Regions from separate parts of the Gossypium hirsutum genome. Here all the other regions are linked to region 3. A link is a contact called in public Hi-C data. All regions are on one chromosome and are shown on one strand. Each heading gives the region's core, a stretch centred on a gene start, on an enhancer-like site or on the middle of the called end of the contact. The rest is flanking DNA. Distances are from core to core; before and after follow the strand shown. Region 1 has its middle 61 kb from the start of LOC121205577. Region 2 holds the start of LOC107900613 (probable serine/threonine-protein kinase WNK10). Region 3 has its middle 4.4 kb from the start of LOC121205447.

Evidence for each region. Hi-C and Micro-C count contacts between places; a contact is called where the count stands out from the background.
Region 1: a Hi-C map of leaf shows a contact between it and region 3, with 2.4 times the contacts expected there. The contact joins two enhancer-like sites. A contact is called at or near these places in 3 of 34 Hi-C or Micro-C datasets (callus and leaf).
Region 2: a Hi-C map of leaf shows a contact between it and region 3, with 3 times the contacts expected there. The contact joins the promoter of LOC107900613 here to the enhancer-like site in region 3. A contact is called at or near these places in 3 of 34 Hi-C or Micro-C datasets (callus and leaf).

Annotation. Positions count from the first base shown.
Region 1 is chrA08:100,852,928-100,856,258 of Gossypium_hirsutum_v2.1, forward strand. No RefSeq gene overlaps it. Among protein-coding and RNA genes, the nearest start is that of LOC121205577, 61 kb to the right of the region's middle. Within about 2 kb of position 1,469, at least 1 of the 9 cell types and tissues checked has an H3K27ac peak or open chromatin away from gene starts, as enhancers often do. A contact at or near this core is called in leaf, where this site is marked.
Region 2 is chrA08:100,567,194-100,570,704 of Gossypium_hirsutum_v2.1, forward strand. It overlaps LOC107900613 (probable serine/threonine-protein kinase WNK10), which reads right to left and starts at 2,257. Exons shown (of 7, transcript XM_016826277.2): 1 at 1,555-2,257; 2 at 1,349-1,386; 3 at 1,018-1,245; 4 at 717-937; 5 at 476-633; 6 at 1-352. The coding sequence starts at 1,662.
Region 3 is chrA08:100,721,936-100,725,354 of Gossypium_hirsutum_v2.1, forward strand. No RefSeq gene overlaps it. Among protein-coding and RNA genes, the nearest start is that of LOC121205447, 4.4 kb to the right of the region's middle. Within about 2 kb of position 1,861, at least 9 of the 9 cell types and tissues checked have an H3K27ac peak or open chromatin away from gene starts, as enhancers often do. A contact at or near this core is called in leaf, where this site is marked.

The sequences.
Region 1 (3,331 bases), core at 219-2,718, 130 kb after region 3:
GTAATAATAATGATTTAAAAGATTTAGAGACCTGTTATGCAATTTTTTCATTTTTAAATGGCTGCTGAAAAGGAAGGCAAAGGGTGCTGCCTAGCAATGTGGCAGCACCAAACTTGAAATTTGGATAATTGCCTTGTAAGCCCTCCTTTTTTTTGTTATTTCCCTTCAACTCACTATATTGTGTTTAAATAAGCCATAATCTATTTTTGTAGTTAAATAAGTCCTTTACTTATGGTTTTTACTCATAAAAGCCTATTTTAATATTAAAGTAAATATATATATTTTGAATTTCAAGCTCTTATCTTAATTTTTTGTTGATGCAATAAAAAATTATACACTTTAACATCAACACAAAATAAAAAAAAGTAATCAAAAAATTCAAAAGAGTAGTTAAGAATATCATGTATACAAGCACTTTCAAGAAATTTAAATATTTTATTTTATTATTTAATAAATTATTCTCATCAAATTTACATCAACATAAGATGTGAATTAGTGTATATTTTTTTAAATAGCTTTGCTTTGGGTAAAATATATTTACTTTAATATTAAAATATAAGGCTTTTATGAGTAAAAACCATAAGTAAAGGGCTTATTTAACTACAAAAATAGGTTAATGGTTTGTTTAAACACAATATATTGAGTTAAAGGGGAATAAAAAGAAAATAATAAATAAGAAGAGCTTACAAGACAATTATCCAAATTTCAAGTTTGCTGCCGCCACACTACTAGGCGGCACCCTTTCTCTTCCTTTTCAAAAAATAAAAAAATTGCATAATAGGTCCCTAAATCTTTTAAATCATCATTATTATTATTATTATTATTTACTGTTTTGGTTAGAAATTGAGGGTGGTGCCACCTATGCACCACATTCCACCAAGTAAAATCTACCATTTTGATACTTAATTTTTGAGATAACCTATTTTAATACTTTATTTTATTTTTTATATTATTAGGATAAAAAACCCCATTTCATGTGATGTAAATTTTTATATTGTTTTTTTTCACTACCCAGTTGGTGTACACAAGAGTAACAAACATTATTTTTCTTTTTTGATTTGACATTTTACAAGACGAAGATTTGATTGTATTATATACCTTCGAACTTCCGATTAAGTGGATGAAAACTTAAATCAATATAAATCTTGTTTGGTTGACATTTTCATTTTGATTTTACTTTCTTGTAAACAAGTACCTAAAAGCAAAATAAAATACGATAAGCAATCACAAAAGTAGCAAATTACTCTGTCCGTAAACTGCATAAAGCAATAGACTTAAGATCTCATATATATATACATGTATATATTATATTTTCATTCCACTTAACGCATATTTTTGTCGTGGAACTGGGAACATGGCTAATTGATACTCAAGGGGAAAAACCAAAATATATATATATATATATATATTGAAAAGGAAAGAACCATACTCGACAGACAACCCAACTAAAGGACGAACAATTTGCATTTAAAGGGAATCATTTTGATTCTGATGTTATGTAGTCGACATGGTGGACGGAATTAATTGATCACGCGCCGTGTATGACGGATCCCAAATTTCAAAAGTGAAATTTTATTAAAGACTTTGATTTTTGAATTAAACATGTGTTGGTTATTATTAATTAATTTAAGTATTGTTTGTAATAATAAAATATATTATATTAATTTATTATATTTTAGAAAAAAATATAAATTTTAATTTTAAAAATGATATTATTTAAAAAAATTTACCTCAAGATTTAAATCTTGAATAAATTATAAAATAAATAAAGAAAAGAAAATCCAATTAATAAGATCAAAATTGACCCAATTAGTTGAGAAAACCCAAAGTGAACACCTAATTAGTTGGATTAAACAAATAATCCTTATGGTTTGCCACGATGAGAAGGGCAGATAGGGAGGGAAGGTGGTTGAGTTACGCGAGAAAATTTCAACACAAAATACAGTTTTAGTCGTGCAATTCATTAAAGGTGGCGCAAGAGACAAGCGGTTCTGGGACCATACGGACCCCCTTCATTTACCACCAGTCAAATCGGCACATGCAAAATTTATATTCGATCGAATATACTTATTTAAAATATTAAATTATAAAAGAATATTTAATTTACTGTGTATAAATCTTATACTCCATTAGTGAATATAACATTATACTTTTCCGTTACATAAAATAAAAAATAGTGAAAGGCTTATATATATAAATATCAACAACTTTATTTAAACATATTTAAATATTAATTATTTATAAATAAATGTTAAAACTCTAAACCCAAAATATTAAGCTCTTAAATTCTATATTCTAAATTTGAGAGTTATTAATATTTATTTATAATAATTACGATTAATGTTTAATTTGGCTTAAATAAAGTTATTATTATTTGTGTACAAGTCATCCATATTTTTTGTTTAATTTAATGATGATTTATTATGTTATTATTCAATTGATGGTGTATGAGACTCATTCACCGATTATGCATAAAATATTATTCCTTAAATTATAGTACACTAACGATGTAATCAAGAAAAATTTAGGTAATAATTATATTTATAAAAAAAATTATATAAAAATTAAAGGGAGAATACTTGATGCACCTTTGATTTATAGATCACATGCACAATCAATTAATAATAAGATGACACATCATTATTTTTATAAAAAAGAAAAAAATAGTGAATTGTTTTAAAAATAAATGTTAATTATAATTATTAAACATAAATAAATACAAATACATCAACCTCGAGATCAAAAACTTAAAATCAAACATCCAATATTCAAAACTTGAAACTTGAAAGAACAACAAAAAAAAACTTAAGATTTATATTTAATTATATTTAAACAAAGTTAATATATATATTTTTTATTTTTTAAGTCTTTCAATATTTTTTTTATTTTACATTAAGGATAATGTGTCATCTTATTATTAACTTATGGTACATGATATCTATACATGGGCAATGCATTGTATATTAATCTAAAATTATACATGCTTTGGTTAAAATGATAAAATTGAAAATATAAAATTTATAATGTGTTTGGTTTTAGAAACTATGAAATTTATAATGTGTTTGGTTTTACTTTTTAGGATAACATGACGTTTGGTTTGAGCTTTCTTTTTTATGTAAAATTCTTATTGATTTATAAAAATATATATAAAAAATAAAAACACCTTTATAGTAAATATAGCTTATTTTATAAAAAATAATAGGTTCATCGACACCTTGACCTTTACCACGACAAGGCCGTAGATTTCACCCTCGTTCAACTTAGCTTGCTTTGATAAGTTCAAAAGGCAGTTCCATATTTCGCGTTTGACATGTCGAAATTTTGGATGTTG
Region 2 (3,511 bases), core at 1,007-3,506, 150 kb before region 3:
CCTTTTTACCTTTCAACCTGAATATGCTGTTATTGTGCATCCTCTGCAACTCCAAAACTGGATAATGACTCTCGCTATTGCTTCCAGTACATGTACTTAAGGAAAGTTGCTTATAGTCGGTATCTATGTCCATGGACGAAGGCCCTGACACAGGTAGGCTTACTGCTTTAGAAATTGGGTTCGGTCGTAGCAGGGGAAGTCGGTTTGGTTCTTTTGGATTCTCTACTTTAAGAAACGGATCCTCCAAAAGCTCCTTAGCAGACAATCTCTCAGATGCTCGAACCAGACATTTCTCAATGAATTCCTTTATTTGTGGATCGGCCACCTTACTCAAGGAAGCTGGTTTAACACCCTGAATGAAATTCACCAAAATATATAATACAAGTTCACTAAAACCAAGACCAAAATGAAAATAAAAACGTAAATTCCCTGTTTATAAATTTTGATAAAATAAGCAGTTGCATGTGGTACTTACAGAGATGACTTTCTTATAGATCTGTGCTGGATTTTTGCATTCATTATATGGATACTCGAAAGTAACCATCTCTAACATACACATTCCAAAAGAGTATACATCTATCAGTTCATTATATTCCTCTTCATAGAGCTCTGGAGCCATAAATTCAGGGGTACCTGGTGAACAAAGAAGGGGAAAGAAGATATCATTAACCTAGTTAAATCTAATGCAACATTTTGACAAAAAACCATTCCTTTACCAATAACACTCCGAGCAGTTGGCTGCTGCATGACGATCGCCAACCCGAGGTCGCCAATTTTGATTTCTCCATTGTTCCCATTAATAAAAATGTTGTCACACTTTAAATCCCGATGAATAATAGGGGGGACATGACTGTGAAGATACACTAGGCCCCGAAGAATCTGCCTCGCCCAATTCTTTATCGCCTTTGTATCAACGTGTTTATGCTTCTTCCGATATCTGACAGCAAAAAAAGACATAATCTACTTCATACATAACAGGAATTAACCAGAAAGAATTGAAGCTAAAAGGATGCATACATCCTGAGACTCCCGGATGTGAATAGTTCAGTAATCATGTTAACAGTTTTCTTCTTGTCATCCACCCATGAATTGTGCAACTTGATGATGTTTTCATTCTTCAACGATCTCAAGAGATGAACTTCGGAGTAGAGTTTTTCCAAATCTTCCGGTGTCCGCAATACATCGTCGATCCTTACTTGGTTCCAAGCGACTTCTATTCCTTCAACTTCATCAAAGCCCCTATAACTGCAGCAGCATTGTAAACAAAAAAGCCTGAGGTTAAACACTAAACAATCATTCAAACACCATCCATATTGTTGGCAAGACCGGAGGAGATTAAGAACCATACACTGTCTTAAATGCACCCTTGCCCAACACTTCATCAAACTGAAATACAAAAATAAAAATGAAACATTAGATAATCTGCTAACTTGTCTCAAATATGAAACATTTTATATTAAAAGAGAGAGAGAGAGAGAGAGAGAGAGAGAGAGAGAGAGAGAGTACTACATTTGTGAATACAATAGAATATGGTAAAAAAAAATAGACCCATACCCGAATGTAACGACCCGTTGGGTCTCTTTCTACGAAACCTGGTTCTACTTCAGAAGTATAATGCATTCCATTATTGGCTGGCATTTCCAAACCTAACCCAGAATCCATTACTGCTAAGAACCAAATAGCTACCAGAAAAAAAAAATAAAGACAATTTATGTTTTCCAAAATTTTCAAAAAGATTCACTTTTTTCCCCTTAAAAAAGTGTGAGAAGGAAGGTAACGACAACGTTGTTGTTGTTGTTGATGGTGGTGGTGGCGGCGGCGGTGATGATGGTCAGAGAAGGTTTCAGAGGCAATGCAGAAAGAATCGAATGCCGACCGAGGGCGGAACCGGCATTCGATTACGGCAACAACGACGTCCTTTCGAGGCAATGAACCGCGTTTACAATTCATAACCCCAAGTACCTTGTGCAGCAATCCCCTCATTTCTTTACACCAAACCCATCTTCTCCAATTCCAATTCCATTTCCTTTTTTTTTTTCAAAAGTCAAGAAAAATTCTCTTCCAACAATAAAAATAAAGAAGCCGAAACAAAGCAATTTGTTCCTTTTTTTTTTCAGACAGATGTGAAAGGAAAAGAAAAGAAAAAGTAAAGAAATGGGGATTGATTGTTGCTAAAAGGGGAAAAAGAAAAGCCGTTGAGACATTAAAGACAGCTGTTGTTGGAATGAATTATGAGATTCTGAAAATATCCGAAAATGAAGCTTTGACCAAACACTTGTACGGGTTTAAATTTCTACGGAAAGCTTAAAGACTATTTTTTTTCTTTGTATGGTCTAACGCCGTTATTACTTCAATTTTTATTATCAAATTCAGTGACCAAAGTTGACGTTTCGCCGCGCCGCTTATTCTATTTTTTTTTTGTTTGGTTTTTTTCTTTAATGGGTAACTGCCCACCGGCATTGCAACGGCTTCGAGTTTGACTTGTGATAGCACCGCACCGTTTGCAAAGCGATCTATTTTAAACGTTCGTGGGCCTTTGACTGTGGCCCGTGCGTATGAATGGTGGTCTCTATAAGATTGAGAATTTTAGATTATACTGTGCTTAATAAATTATTTGACCCACTTTAAAAAAAATTCAATTTAGTCTTTATTTAATTTTTTTATTATTTTTAACATTTAAATTTATATAATTTATCAAATCACTCCAAATGAATGAAAAATTAATATTTATTTACTTTACTAATATTGTATCCACATAAGAGTCTATTTTTATAAAAATTTAAAAAAATATTTTTATTTTAAATATTTTTATAATTAATTAATTGTTGATATGACATACATGTGAATACCATATCAACAAAATTAAGAGTGTGAAAATTTCAGGTAAAATCAAATTAATTCGATCGGGTTCAGTTAATAATTTTTTAGAAGTTTGGTTAACGGTTAATTCAGTTTAAAATCGATTAATTAACCAAAAATTAATATTTTTTATATACATTTTATATATATTAAATTGGTTAATTCGGTTAATTTTTTATATATTTTATATTTTTTTTAACTAAAAAATAAAAAAATATCTAAATTTTGATTAACTCGGTTAACCGACCGAAATAACCGAAAAAGTTCGGTTCGGCTAATTTTTTTTGAAAAAAATTTCTGTTTGGTTAACAGTTAAGGTTTAAAAGGGTTAGTTAATTCGGTTAATGATAGTTTGGGTCGGTTAATCGATTGAACACCTCTAAATAAAATTAATAAACGTTAATTTTTTCATCAATTTTGGAGTGATTTAACAAATAATGCATGTTCAAAAATTAAAAAAGGCAAAAAATTAAATTAATGGCTAAAATGATTTTTTTTGTAAAATTAGAAGGCCAAATAAGTCATTATGCCATTAGAGTATAACACATTAAGAAAAAGAAAATATTTATTATACTACCAATGGATTTTTTAGGCTCTAAAAGCAAGACTAATGTGATGATAAATATTTGTAAGGTATAGCAAAATATTTGAA
Region 3 (3,419 bases), core at 611-3,110:
TAATCGCAAAATTCTGGTGGTAGAAAAGTAGGGATAAGAAAGGCATTCATTGGTGTGCCTGGAAGGATATGTGTACTTCTAAAGAAGAAGGTGGCCTTGGATTCCGAAAACTGGATAATTTTAATATCGCGCTACTAGCGAAACAGGGCTGGCTTTTAATTACTTATCCAAATTCGTTGTTAGCTCGGGTTTTGAAAGACAAGTATTATCCGTCGACAGATTTTTTAAAGGCGCGATTAGGGAACCTACCTTCGCTTACTTGGAAAAGTATCTGGTCAGCCAGAGAAGTTCTGGAAAAAGGCTTGTGCTGGAGGATAGGCAAGGGAATTGTATTTCCATTTGGGATGATCGTTGGATACTGGGTTACGATGAGGAAATGTTACGGTATCAAAGAGGAAACACAAATATTGAGTTAGTCTCAAACTTGATTGAGGAAGGAAGTAGAACATGGAAAACAGATTTAATTTTTAATACCTTTGATGAGGATATTGCAAAGAACATCCTGTCGATCCCTTTGGCAATGTCTTTACATAATAATTTCCATGCTTAGGGTGGAGAACCATCAGGTACCTTTTCGGTTAGAAGTGCCTACAAACTATTACAAAGGACTACTCGGATTCCTAGTAATAATACTTTACAGACCAAAAACACAGCTTCTTACAGAAAACTATGGGATTTACACATTCCTTCGAAAATTAAAGTTACAATCTGGAAAATTTCCTGGAATTATATCCCTACGCTAGCTAATTTGAAATTGAAGCGAGTTGCAAATGAAGCCTGGTGCCCCAGATGTCGGCAGTTAGAGGAAGATAGCAACCATGTTTTCAGAATATGTCCTATATCGACAGAAGTTTGGAGGTATTTAAACTTCTCTTGGGTGCTTAACAATAGTATTCAGAGTATTTGGGTGTGGTTCACCTGGGTCTTTAAGCGAGGAACAAAAGAACAATGCCGATTATTTTCTTGTGGGATTTGGCTTTTCTAGTCAAACAGGAATCAATTGCTGCACGAAAGTAAAAATAGAATAGGTAGAGAAATCTCTCGACAAATAAGCAGCTATATCTCAGAGTTGCAAAGCTTAGAAGAAAAACTACTTATCTCTGATACAGGAAGGATTTTTAACCATGAAGATCGAAGGACGAGGGTAGTGACCAACATCTCTCCAGGTCTGCCTCGGGACTGCTTGTTCGTGACACGCGAGGGGATATTTTGGTTTCAAAGTCGGTTATCCATGAAAATGTCGCCTCACCGTTCGCGACGGAAGTACATGCAGGAGCACAAGCAGTAAGGTTAGTGATTTTATTGGGTCTTTATGAATGCGACATTAATGGAGATTTAAGAACTGTTATAAAAAATGCCAGAGTACAGATAGGGATAACTCGATTATTGGGGCTATAATAAGGGACATTCAAGATATGAAGCATTTCTTCCAAAAACTAAACTTTTACCATATTCCAAAGTCAGAAAACACCTTTGCTAATGTGATTGCAAAGGAAGCGTTGAAAGAAAATGAAGGTCATTACCTGGATGGAGGAATTCCTGAGCATGTTCGAAGAGTTCTGGAAAGGAGAAGGCCACAGGCTCCAGATTGAGGAATTGAAATGGTCTCTTGGAAACGTGTAGCAGAAGGCTAAAAGATTTTGGGGGATTTGAAGAGTTCTGCTGTTAAAGAGCTGTGCAGGTGCATTGAAGAGATAAGACGTTTTGGGATATAGCTGTTTTCCTATCGGCTAGAAGTTTCTAGGGCAGGTTTCCTTTTTTCAATTTTAATTTTAATTTTTGTTTTATTTGGGCCATCTTTGTTGATGTCCAGTTAGGAGGTTTTGGGCTTTCCAGGCCTGATTTTCTTTTGTTTCTTATTCTCTTATGTCTGTTCCTTGGTCTATTGTTCAAGTGAGACAGTCTATGTTTTGATTTTTTCTTTATAAATCTAGTCGATTTTCTCAAAAAAAAAAAAAGATTTTTGTAACTTTTTAAATAATGCTATTTAAGTATATTATAAATAATTTTTAGTTTAGAAATAATATACTAATTTGAATGGTTAAATTTGAATATTACAAATTTAAAAATGGAATCATCATAATCACCTTCTTTGCTGAGAGTGTGGCACATTCTTTGGAAATTTCTGATACGGTAAATAAACTAAATTGTTGATAACAATATTTTAATTTTATTTAATATTATTAATTTTATTTATTTGAAATATGAATAGAGTGTGGATTACATTCTCCGAAATAGGATCCCACCATCTACATCTCTTGCTACCAGATTTGGCGTTTTCAATCATTGATGGAAGCAACCAGAATTGGTGTTACATCATCAATTAAAGGATTCCCTTTGTATCTGGAGTTTATATTTTTTCTAATTGAAAGGAAGGACTAGAAACTCATACGTTTTATTTACCGTCTGGGGAGTGCATTGCACTTCAGCTGAGAGCATTAATAGATGGGTATCCTGTAACCAGGGATACTGGCTATGTTGTGCAGAAGGTAAGTGCTTTGCCAAGAGTTGTCAGCAAGTGTGCCCACACAAGATAAAATGTACGAAAAGTTCATCCTAATTTCATCATTTGAGGGCTTTTAGTTAAATCTTCTTGGAGATGCAGTATTCCTCAATGTTCAATTACCACTCAAGCATTAATAATGCAGCTTTTTAGTGGAATTTGATGTCAAATTAATCTGACAATCAAAAAAGCAATTTTTACCAAGTTTTTCATTTTTCCAAAAGTTACAGTTGAGGATCTGCAGCATTAGTATCCTATATTGACAACCTAGGAATCACTTACACGGTTCATTCCTCTTTGTACTGGTGTTGTATGTATGTCTGACACGGACATTAAAAAATTAAAGAGGTCAGACACAGTCTCCACACGGGTATCTAAAAAGGGACACGTGACAAACACAGGAAAAGTAGATGGTGGCTGACGAACGGCAGCTGAAATTTTGGCTTTCAAAAGTAGCAGATGAAAAGTTAGTGGTAGGAAGATATTAATGTAAAGAAGAAATGTGAAGTTTAGGGTTTTCTATTAATGAAACGCTGAGTTTTACTATCAGCCTATTAATGAAACATTAGTTTTACTATCATCATATGTAAGTGTTGGAAAGACTTAAAAGTTAAAACATTAAATAGTCAATCAAAATAGTAAAATAAAAAACTAAAAAAAAATTGCTTATTTGAGAAGCTTTTGAGCTTTGTACTTGTTTTGCAACGTTTCCATTTTTCACATTTCAAAAAATATTTTAAATATTCATCACTCTTATTTCAATTTTCTTACTTTCAACGAACATGGAAGTTTGAAACAATTGAAGGTAAGTTTAATTTTTTATTTTGTTTATGCTTTGAATGAGTTACATATTTTTTGTTTGATAAGTTTGAATGGGTAACATTATTTTATTTATTTAGTTACTTTTTATTTTTAT